Regions from separate parts of the Macaca mulatta genome. Here region 1 is linked to region 2. A link is a contact called in public Hi-C data. All regions are on one chromosome and are shown on one strand. Each heading gives the region's core, a stretch centred on a gene start, on an enhancer-like site or on the middle of the called end of the contact. The rest is flanking DNA. Distances are from core to core; before and after follow the strand shown.

Evidence for each region. Hi-C and Micro-C count contacts between places; a contact is called where the count stands out from the background.
Region 1: a Hi-C map of fetal cortex germinal zone shows a contact between it and region 2, with 2.6 times the contacts expected there. The contact joins the promoter of RTEL1 here to the promoter of PPDPF in region 2. A contact is called at or near these places in 2 of 14 Hi-C or Micro-C datasets (fetal cortex germinal zone and liver).

Annotation. Positions count from the first base shown.
Region 1 is chr10:116,516,579-116,522,090 of T2T-MMU8v2.0, forward strand. RTEL1 (regulator of telomere elongation helicase 1) reads left to right here and starts at 1,719. Exons shown (of 35, transcript XM_077952198.1): 1 at 1,719-1,912; 2 at 3,717-3,988; 3 at 4,775-4,973; 4 at 5,302-5,395. The coding sequence starts at 3,887.
Region 2 is chr10:116,389,481-116,395,154 of T2T-MMU8v2.0, forward strand. It overlaps PPDPF (pancreatic progenitor cell differentiation and proliferation factor), which reads left to right and starts at 2,524. Exons shown (of 4, transcript NM_001266949.1): 1 at 2,524-2,646; 2 at 3,028-3,107; 3 at 3,258-3,335; 4 at 3,418-3,895. The coding sequence starts at 3,053. The coding sequence ends at 3,629. It overlaps LOC114670575, which reads right to left and starts at 2,486. Exons shown (of 6, transcript XM_077949132.1): 1 at 2,315-2,486; 2 at 1,872-2,253. The coding sequence starts at 2,486.

The sequences.
Region 1 (5,512 bases), core at 469-2,968, 130 kb after region 2:
GTCAGGAGTTTGAGACCAGCCTGGCCACCATAGTAAAACCCCATCTATCCTAAAAATACAAAAATTAGCCAGGTGTGGTGGCAGATGCCTGTAATCTCAGCTACTTGGGAGGTTGAAGCAGGAGAATCACTTGAACCAGGGACGGGGAGGTTGCAGTGAGCCGAGATCAGACCATTGCACTCCAGCCTCGGCGACAACAGCAACACTCTGTCTCAAAAATATGTATATATATATTTTTTTCATAAAGTGTGACTTTTATCAGACCTCTGCACTCTTGAAATTAACCCTGGCTTGGCTGGGTGTGGTGGCTCACGCCTGTAATCTTAACACTTTGGGAGGCTGAGGCAGGCGGATCACAAAGTCAGGAGTTCAAGACCAGCCTGACCAACATGGTGAAACTTCACCTCTACTAAAAATACAAAACTTAGCCGGGTGTGGTGGCTGGCGCCTGTAATCCCAGTTACTCAGGAGGCTGAGGAAGCAGAATCGCTTGAACCTGGGAGGTGGAGGTTGCAGGGAGCCGAGATCGCACCACTGCACTCCAGCCTGGGTGACAGAGCAAGACTCTGTCTCAAAAAAAAAAAAAAAAGAAAAGAAAAGGAAATTAACCCTGGATCCTAGGAGGAGCCCTATACCTCAACAGAACACTCAGTCATTCAACAGACATCCGTCAAGCACCTGCTGTATGCTGGAGCTGTGGCTACATCAGCAATTAGAGGAGGAGGGCAAGGGCACAGGAATTCCTGACTGCCCAAGGCCAGAATGCTCCTCTAGCAGCTGGCAAGGAGCAGATGACTCAGACTTCAGTTCAGTCCACAGGACAGCCTTTCCTGGTCACTGCTCTTAGGAGATGGAGTGTGTGGCAGCAAAAGGTAAAACTCCTGGCTCCTGGGCAGACTCTGGGCAATCTGCTCAACGCCCTGTGCCTCATTTTTTCACACAGAAAGTGTGGACAATGAGAGGACTTATCTGGCTCACACCTGTAATCCCAGCACTGTAGGAGGCTGAGGTGGGTGGATCACCTGAGGTCAGGAGCTCGAGACCAGCCTCGCCAACGTGGTGAAGCCCCGTCTCTACTAAAAATACAAAAATTAGTCAGGCGTGGTGGCAGGCGCCTGTAATCCCAGCTACTCGAGAGGCTGAGGCAGAATTGCTTGTACCCCGGAGGCAGAGGTTGTAGTGAGCCAAGATTGTGTCACTGCACTCCAGCCTGAGGGACAAGAGCAAAACTTAGTCTCAAAAAAAAAAAAAAAAAAAAAGAAAAGAAAAGAAAAGAAAAGAAAAAGAGAGGACTTATTCCAGAGGTCATCCAGAGGAGAAGTGTGTCAATCATTTGTCGAATCTCACACTGCTGTTAAGATACTACCTGAGGCCGGGTGTGATGGCTCACACCTGTAATCCCAGCACTTTGGAGGCCAAGGCAGACGGATCACCTGAGGTCAGGAGTTTGAGACCTCCCTGGCAAACATGGTCAGACTCCATCGCTACTAAAAATATAAAAAATTAGCCAGGCTTAGTGGCGCGCACCTGCAATCCCAGCTACTTGGGAGGCTGAGGCAGGAGAATTGCTTGAACCCAGGAGGTGGAGGTTGCAGTGAGCCAAGATTGTGCCATTGCACTCCAGCCTGGGCAAAAAGAGCCAAAACTCTGTCTAAAAAAAAAAAAAAAAAAAAAAAAAAAAAAAAAAAAAAAAAATCATGGCAGAAGGTGAAGTCTATGTTAGTCCCAGTTCCCAGGTCTTACATGGCAGCAGCAGAAAGCGAGAGAGAGAAGGGGAAACTGCCACTTTTAAACCATCCGGTCTCCTGAGCACTCACTTTTATGAGAACAGCCTGGAGGAAACTGACCCCATGATCCAATCAGCTCCCTCCCGGTCCCTCCCTCCCTCCACACGCGGGGATTACAATTCGAGGTGAGACTTGGGTGGGACACAGAGACGAGCCGTATCAGCACGTATGGGGGGCACTGAAACTTGTGGTGCCCATTCATTCCACAAGCCTGTGTGGCTGGTCTCCTCGTCTTCCACTCCCTGCCGGGTCTCAGACGGGCAGCCCGCGGTTCCTTCACCCGAACAGGCACACGGGGCTGGGTGCCAGTGAGTGCTGGGGCTTCTCCGAGCACTAGCTCACACCCACGAGCATGGGCACGCAGGGCATCGCCTGTGCCGTCCGTGGACATGAAACCCAACCGTGCGCGGTCACGCAGCGCCAGCTTCCTCCTGGGGCCTTCTGGGGCACGGGGGCTGGGGCCGCCTGAGACTAGCGTCCCTCACGCTGGGCTGACCCCGCAGAACTGTGCGGGCCTCGCTCTTGGGGTCCGCCCTGCTGCCAGCCAGTGCCGGGTGCTGGGGACTCAGGGAGGCCGCCGGGGCCAGTGCGGGGCCAGTGACCCGAGCAGAAGCTGGACAGAGCAGGAGAGGAGGGAGAGGAGGCGGTCAGGGCTCTCAGGAACCGGGTCCTGGGCAAGGGGCAGCCATTTTCAAATTTTCAGGAAAGCGGTCAGCTCACACTTGAGCAGTAAAAAGACGCCTCTGGGGACGAGGCCCGTGCAGCTCTCCGGGCAACGGTGGTGGCTCGGCCTAGAGAGGCGGTAGTGGAACGGAGACCCTGGTGGGGGATGACATCAAGGAAGGAGACGGGCGGGACCCCAGATTTCTGCTGCCTGTGGGCGATGGAAGTGAGGTTCACTGGGCAGGGCAGCCGCACACAGAACGCGCGAACGGCCCCGTAGGCCTGGAGGAGCCGAAGAGCAGGCGGACCCCCTCCGCGGGGGAACAGTTTCCGCCGGGAGCACAAAGCAGCGGACCGGAAGTGGGGGCGGAAGTGCAGTGGGATCAGTGGCGATGCGCGCCTCTGCCCGCGAAGTCTGAACTGGCTGATAGCTGGGGACGCCGTGGCGGCGCTCGACTGCAGTCGGTTGAGTTCCTGAGGGCCCCCGGTTCTGGAAGGTTCGCCCCGGAGACAAGTGAGCAGTGAGTCGCAGTGACTCTGTAAGTGGTTTACTCGAGTGGCTCGTGGGCGCCTTGCGGTTTTCGAAACTACAGCTCCCGGCAGGCCCCGTGCCGCCCTCGGGGCCGCGGGTCGGCGGATTGGCCGCACTGCATTTTGGGACCTGTAGTTTCCTGCGCTCGTGGGCGCTGGCTGAGCCGATGGCCGGGGCTGGAGGGAAGGGCCGATATTCCGTGTGTCCGTGTCTGGTCTGTTAGTCCCAGTTCCCAAGCGGGACTGAGGCTTAGAGAAGTTGAGTGACTTGCTGAGGGCTGCACGGATTGGCATCCCGGGATACTCTTTCGCTACTTTGGCTGCATCTGGTTGCCCACCCAGGCGGGATGGGGAATGGCCTCCAGCCAGCCAGGAGGGCAGAGAGCTGGAGAGGCAGGCCCGGAGGTTCAGACCCTTCGCTCTGACGTTGTGCCTGGTCAGGCCGGGAGGGGTGCCGCTTGCCTCTCCAGTCCTCACGCTCTTGTGGAAGTCACGGAATTACTGCGGGCGGAACTTGCAGCGCTGTGGGCGTCTCTGCCAGGGAAGGACGGAGTTGTGGGGCGGGAGGATAAGGCAAGGCCCCGCCATTTCGCATCTTTGCCCCACCAGCTCCTTGAGATGGCATATGCCAGGGTTGCCCTCCGACCCTCTCCACAGGAGGGACTCATAGAAACGCCTGGGAAAGTGGCCCGGTACCCACAAAGGCTGTCTACAGAGTCTTACTGTCTTTCCCAGGTCTGTGCCATAGGGATTCTCCAAGAGAACCGCGTTGTGTCCCAGTGCACCTGCTCGCATCACTTACCAGGAGTGCCCGAGATCCTAAGATGTTCGGAGTGGTTTCTTCGCACAGACCCGAATAGCCTGCCCCTCAGCCACCCTCTGTGCCCTCCTGAGAAGAGGCTGATATGCCCAAGATAGTCCTGAATGGTGTGACCATAGACTTCCCATTCCAGCCCTACAAATGCCAACAGGAGTACATGACCAAGGTCCTGGAATGCCTGCAGCAGGTAGAGCACAGGCTGGGAGGAAAGGACTGCAGGCAGGTGGAGCTGGGGCTGGGTGTGCGTCCCTCTCCCGACCCATTCCAGCCAGGCCCCTCCAGAGGCAGCCTCTGTCATAAAAAGGCTGGTGTTCCAGGTGGGGTCAGAGAGAGGATTGACAAGTAAAAACATCGTCCTTGAGAGTGACAGACTTAGTGCCTTGGGGGCCTCTGAGGAGCGGCTGGTATTCACAGGTCAGGAGGAAGCATTTCCATCAGAGGGGCAGCCGGGGGCCAGCCTCACTTTGAAGGTCTTTGAACCTTTGGGGTGCAGGGAGGTGGCAGCGGTGCAGGTTGCCTTCTCCTGGGTTCCTTGAGGTGCCCTCTTGTACCCGGCTCACACCCCTCCCCTCCCCGAGTTTCCCGCTCAGGTTCCCATCTGAGAGCTCGTATGTGGGACATCAGATAGGACAGCGTAAGTGTTTGGATCTGGAAACACAGAACAGTTTCCTATTTTGAGACTTGACGCCTAATTAGTCATCTTACTATTTAGGCTGAAAAATACTGTTGCATTTCGGGTAATGTTCTGCAAATGGTCTGCTGATGGCAGCTGGAGTTGCTTCACGCCCTTTAGGGCAAGAGTGGAAAGTGTCCTGCGGACTTATCCATGGTCCCGTGGGGCTCTCGCCACCTGACAGCGGCCTCTGCATCTGCGAAGAGCTGCCCGCTGGCTGCTGAGGCTTGTCTCAGGGTGGTTTGTGTGGCCTTGCCTCTTCCTGGCTTCCCCGTAACCCTTGCCCCCAACTCTGTTCAGAAGGTGAACGGCATTCTGGAGAGCCCCACGGGCACGGGGAAGACGCTGTGCCTGCTGTGTACCACGCTGGCCTGGCGAGAACACCTCCGAGACACCATCTCTGCCCGCAAGATTGCCGAGAGGGTTCAAGGGGAGCTTTTCCCGAATCAGGCCTTGTCGTCCTGGGGCAACGCTGCTGCTGCTGCTGAAGATCCCATAGGTGACCCTAGTTCCCAGGCCTCCCCTGGCCTCCTGTGGGGATGGCTGGCAAGGGATGGCGCTGAGGGTAGGGTGGGCCCATGGGGACTTCTGCCAGCAGAGCTCAAGGAGAATTTTGTAGCTGCCACATAATTTCTCGCCATCGTGGGTATAAACCTAGGGTTGGGCTTTTTTGCTGAATTAGGGCGTGGCAGATGTACACTTCGCCCGTTTGTGATAAGTCTCTGGGGTGTCAGATTCTTGGCTGTCTGCAGGGCTGAGTTAGCCGAATGCCACCCGCCTTTAACACGTGAGAACCATGACCTCTGTGCTTGCTTGTGTCTGGGCAGCTTGCTACACGGATATCCCAAAGATCATTTACGCCTCCAGGACCCACTCGCAACTCACGCAGGTCATCAACGAGCTTCGGAACACCTCCTACCGGTGGGTCAGACGAGTTCACGCCTGTCTTGGGGTCCTCGAGAGAACCAGCTTGACGTGGTGCTGGGTCCACAGACCACGCTGTGCTGTAGTGGAGGGGGCGGTCTTTCCAGACGCTCC
Region 2 (5,674 bases), core at 1,274-3,773:
CTTTCCCTTCACTGCCCCCTGACAGCTGCCCAGGCCTGAGCCAGCCTGGGGAGGCCACAGGGAGGAACAGAGCCTCAGTCCCACTGGGGAGCAGATGCTGTCCGGGCAGAACCTGGCTCCAGCCTCCCCAAACCCACCACTACCACAGCTCCTTCAGGCCCCGAGGCCTTCACACACGCTGGCCCTGCCGCCCGGAGCCCCTCGATGCTCTAGTGCTCACACTGCATTTACCCAGCCTTAGTTCCTGAGCTGCCACGGGCAAGGGTGGGGCCCCCTGGCTACCCCATCTCTGCCCACAGGTACTGTGCCCGGTCTAGACAAGGCCAAAAGCAGCCCCCAGCCCGACCAGGAGAGGTCTCCGGACCCCTGTGAGGGCCCTAAGCCAGCCCCCTTCTCCAGGGAACTCCTCAAGGCCCAGCCCTCTGTGCTCAGAGCCCCCATGGGATGGGTCAGCCACAGGAGATCTGACCCGGCGGTCCCACTCCCTTTGCCCACACTGGGGCAGTGCTGCTCCGAGAGTCCTGGCCAGGACCCCAAGGTTTGGCACCAGCCCTCACCCCACCCAGCTGTACCCCAGCTCAGGTAACCACCATGCCCTGGGTTCAGCAGGGGCAGATCACAGCTTCAGAGATGGGGTGTCCTGCTTCCCAGGCCCCATCCCCACTTCCTGGGCTTTAAGTGTCCTGGGCTTTAAGTGTCTCCCAGCCCCTGCCCACGCCGATGCACTGTCTTGACCCTGAAGGCGCAGTCAGTTTGAGGCCTATGTGAGGGGCTGTCTGGGGAAGTACCCGTGGCCCACACGGATGCAGGAGGCTGTGGTGGGCGAGCCCTGGGCTGTGGGTCCTTGGGCCGGCAGTGCAAGCCTCCAGAGACAAGCCCAGGTCTTGCCAGAAACTTCCACCCTCCCAGTGTCAACCCGACTGACCCATCTGCCTCATAAGTGACCCCTCGGGGCTGCACACCTCTCCCATTGCAGGTCCTGGCACTGCTCCCCAGCACAGAGCTCCCCATCCCAGGTGGGGCTCGGGCGGTTTCCTGCCCTCCTTCCGCAGCCTTCCGCAGACCTCAGCTGAAACCTGAACCCCCCTCCCCTCCCATGCCCTGCAGCCTCTGCAGTGCTCCCCGCGGGAAGGCCGTTCTCCCTGGTTCACCGTTCCCTGCGCTTGGCTTGGCCATGAGCACATAGTAGGTGCTTAACACACTCGTGCAATGAACACACACAGCGGCGCAGGGCCCAGGACAGCGCCTTCCCCACGTGCTCGGGAACACAAGGGCGTCCCTCCAAGTCTTGCTCAGGGGCCTCCCAGGGTCCCTGCCCAGCTCTGGGTCCTCACTGAGCACCTGGCGAGGGCAGAGTCCTACATCCGTTGGCCTCGATCTCCGGAACACAGGCACACGGCCGTCTCAGCCAGCAACGAGAGCCACGAAACAAATCCACCCAGGCTGACTCCCGAAGCCCTCGGACTGCGCCGCCCCACGGACCTCCCGGACCCTCTCTGCGACGGGGAAGACACCGCCCAGCCAGGACCAGGTGTGTAAAGAAACGGGACTTCCGTAGGGGCAGGCCGACTTCCCCTGCGGGGCCGAGGGAGGTGTGGGGAGGATTCAGCTGGGGGGGGGGGCAGAGGAGGGACGGACGCCTTTCTACCTGGGAAGGGAAAGCGCGCCCCCTCCTGATTGACAGTTGACAGCAGGGCATGGCGGACCGTCCCCAGGGCCCTGCCAGGAACGCTCTGGGTTCCCCAAACATGGGGTCTCTGAGCAGCGGGGCCCAGCCTCTGCCTCCAGCGACTGGAGACTCACCTCACCCACCCAAATCCGCCGCGCTCTCCGTCTGGGCCCCGCCTCCCACTGCCCCTCCATCCGCACACCCTTTCACCGCCCGCTGCGGGCAGCAGGCGCAGCCTGGGGCTGGGGAAGCAGGTTCCGGAGCTGCCAGAGTTGCGAGGCGGGCTCGGGAGGGATCCAGGTTCCTCTGGCTGCGAAGTCCCTGGAGGCCGGGCCGGGGAGCTCCGCGCGCACAGCACTCTTTGGCCCGCCCGGCGCCCCCGTTGCCTCCACAGGGGCTGAAGAGGACGGGGCGGGCTGGACCAGGCTGGGCTCCGAGACGGGTCCGAGACGGGTCGCAGACGGGGGCCTGGGCCCGGGAGAGAGGCGGGGGCCGGACTCCTGGACCCGGAGTCTTTTGACCCCTGCAGACCCAGGCCCAGCCGGGCCGCCTTAAGAGAACGAACGCCACGGTGCTGGGCTCAGCTCACGCCAGACGGCAAGAGTCGCACCAAGGAGGAAGTTGAGGGCCGGGCCCCAGCGGGGCCCGGGGAGGGGGCGGGGCCGAGCGGGGCCCGGGGAGGGGGCGGGACCGAGTGGGGGCCCAGGGAGGGGGCGGAGCTTCTCCGGGACGCGGGGAGGGGGCGGGGCCGAGTGGGACCCGGGGAGGAGCCGGTGCGCCCGCCCTCCGTGACGCGCCGCGGCCCCCCCCCGCTCATATAAGTGTGCGCGTCCGCGCGTGCGCACCCCGCGCGCGCGCGCGTCTCTGTCGTGGCGCGGTGTCCCGCGGTCTCCTCTGCAAATGGGCTCCGTGGCTTAGCGTCCCCGTCCCCGCCACCCGTGATCGTGCGCCGAGGCCCGCGAGGGGTTGCCGCCCAGGTGAGGGGCGCGGCGCGCGGGCGGGACGAGCAGGCCGGAGGAGCTGGGGGCGCTGGGCAGGGCCGGGGCTCCTCTCCTCTCCCCCTAGCAAGCACTGGGCGCGGGATCCCGGGCGGGCTCTTCCCGGGTCGGGCGGGTTGGGACGGCGCCTACCAGGTTCCTGGCGTCCGGGCCGGTGCCCTGCGCACAAAGCGCCTTTGTTCCACTCTCGGCCGGTTCGGGCTGGTTGGAGCCGCCCGCGCCCCGCGCAGCGAAGGCGGTCCCGGGAGCTGGGGAGCCCCGCCTCGGTAAAGAACCCAGCGTGGCGGCTCCACCCGCTGGGGAGCGCCCTTCCTGAGGGAATCCCGCTGATCCGAGGGGCTCCCCGACCCCAATGCGCAGGTCCCACCAGCCAGCAAGCCAGAGCATGGCGGCCATCCCCTCCAGCGGCTCGCTCGTGGCCACCCACGACTACTACCGGCGTGAGTAGCCTCTGCCCCCCGCCCACGTAGATGCTCTGTTAGCGCCAGTGCCGCCCCCGTGCAGCCTGCGGAACCAGCGCTCGGCCTGAAGGCCGGTGGGCTGGGGGGGGCTCTGTGCCCCGCGTTGCTGACGGGACCTCTCCTCTCCAGGCCGCCTGGGTTCCACTTCCAGCAACAGCTCCTGCGGCAGTACCGAGTGCCCCGGGGAAGCCATTCCCCACCCCCCAGGTGAGTGCAGGACCGCTCCTCTCTCCCTCCGCCCCTGCCCCCAGGAGCTGGCAGCATCAAGACCCCACTTTGCTTCTCTCAGGTCTCCCCAAGGCTGACCCGGGTCACTGGTGGGCCAGCTTCTTTTTCGGGAAGTCCACCCTCCCGTTCATGGCCACGGTGTTGGAGTCCGCAGAGCACCCGGAACCCCCCCAGGCCTCCAGCAGCATGACCACCGGTGGCCTGGCTCGGGACGCCCCGAGGAAGCAGCCCGGCGGTCAGTCCAGCACAGCCAGCGCTGGACCCCCGTCCTGACCTGAGCGGTTACCACCAGCCCGAGGCCAGCGGAGGCGCCAGTCCACCAGAGCCCTTCCCCGCTCCCCGCCCCCGTCCCCTCCCCACCTCCCACTCCCCACCCTGTAGACCAGGCGGCTGCAGCAAGCAGACCTTCGCATCAACACAGCAGACACCAAAAAGGAGTTAGGGCCCCGCTCTCTACCGCCCGGCCCTGGCACTCGCTAGCTTTCCTGACATCTGGAACTGTGCACCTGGCACCAAGCGGAAAATAAACTCCAAGCAGCCAGTACCCGATGGTGTGTTCCTGAACTGTGCGGCCCGAGGTTCCGTTTGAGTGTGAGAAATGGCTGAATCCCTCCTGACCTCACTCCCTGATGGGGGCTGGCCCTGCTCCCAGGCCTTCCTGGGCCTCCTCACTCTGTGAGGCCGCTGCTGGGACTGAGAAGGACGGGATTCGCCGCTGCTTCCGGGGACCCTTGGACAAGCAGGCTCCAGGGCAGCCACTGAGGTGGGCCCCTGTGTCACCTTCAGCCGGGGGGAAGGGAGCAGGGAGGGCTGGTCCTCTGAGGGATTCGGGCCCCTTACCCGGAGCTGCGGGGGGAGTAGCCCCTGGCTGTGAGCTGGAAACCCTCCTCACTCTGGAGGGACCTGCTGGTGGGGTTTGGGCAGCTTCAGGGCTGTCTCCCAAGGGCCTCCCATTGGGGTGTTGCCCCAAGACAGGCTGAGGGGTAGCAGCTGCAGGCACCCTGGAGGGGTCTTCCTGTCGCAGGTAGCCCAGCTTAAAGGTCAGAGGGTGCAGGAACTGGGAGGATGGCTGCGTCTTTCTGGCCTAGTACAGGCATGGAGTGCTGGAGCCCAGGAGTGCTGCAGTCCAGCAGGGGTGGGGGTCCACACACAGGAGCTCATGGGCTGTGAGCTCAGTAGACTCCTCCATAACCAAGGTGGGTGGTGTCACCGCACCTCCAGGGGCCCACAGGGATTGACTCAGTTCTGTTGAGAGGCAGCTTAGTGAGCAGGTGGGAGTCAGTCAGATAGCTGGAGACTTGGTGTGTGGCCAGAGAGATGGTGAGGGGAGGGGCTGCCGTGGGGTGGGGAAGGGTAGGGCTCGAGTGGAGGGACCTCTCTGAGAAGGGGTGGGATTCAGTGGGGGAGGGGAGGGGCTCTGTGGGGAGAGGTGGGGACCAGTGGGTGCTCCCTGCCTGGTACCCTGCTTCACTGCACTATAAATAGCTGCACCAGTTGGTGGGAAGCTGGTGGGAAGGCATCTGGCTTGTGGCCTCTGATGGCTCAGCCTTTGTCCTGTCTGCAGGGTGGGGGCAGCCTCACCCAGCCATCCAAGCCAGTGGTCAGTGTGAGGCTGGGTGGGGAGCCTCTGATGGACCCGGGAGTGGGAGGCTGCTCCCAATGGCAGTTGAGCTCCCTGCAGTCTTGTCTTTTGCAGTGTCCAGATGAAGCCCACAGAGATCCTCTCATGCACACACAGCTGTGAGGGTAGCAGGAGTTGGTGTTGAAGAGAGAGCCCAGCCACGCTCAGGTCATGTGGCCTGGGGGGGCTCTGCCCTTGGCTGAGCTGGAGAACTTGGGGTCAGAACCAAGGGTGGGTCCACCCTGCTTAGTTAGAAAGAAGCTGTGCCTGGTTTTTGGAGTTAGCGGGGCAGGGGCACTGCCCAGGAGCTGGTGTCTTGGAAGGGGCAGCTGGGAGGAGGGAGCAGTCAAGCCCCAGGCTGCCCAGGGCATCGTCCCCTGCCTCAGGTCAGGGGGCCCCTTGGCTGGAGGACCTCACGACCCTGGGAGTGTCCATGGCCTGCTCCTGGGAGCTGCATCCTCATCAGATTCTCTAGGGGGAGAAGTCATATCTTTTCCTCACCCATCACAAGCTTCATGGCTGAGACCTGTTAGAAACAAAATGCTTCCTCAGTGCCACAAAGAAATAGCACTTGAACATTAATTTTCTCAGCAAGGCCATTTTTACTTCTATAGAAGGGTGCAACTCGCGGATGGAGCAATGGCGAGAGCACACCTAGACAAGGGAGGGGAAGGGGTTCTTATTCCTGACGCAGATA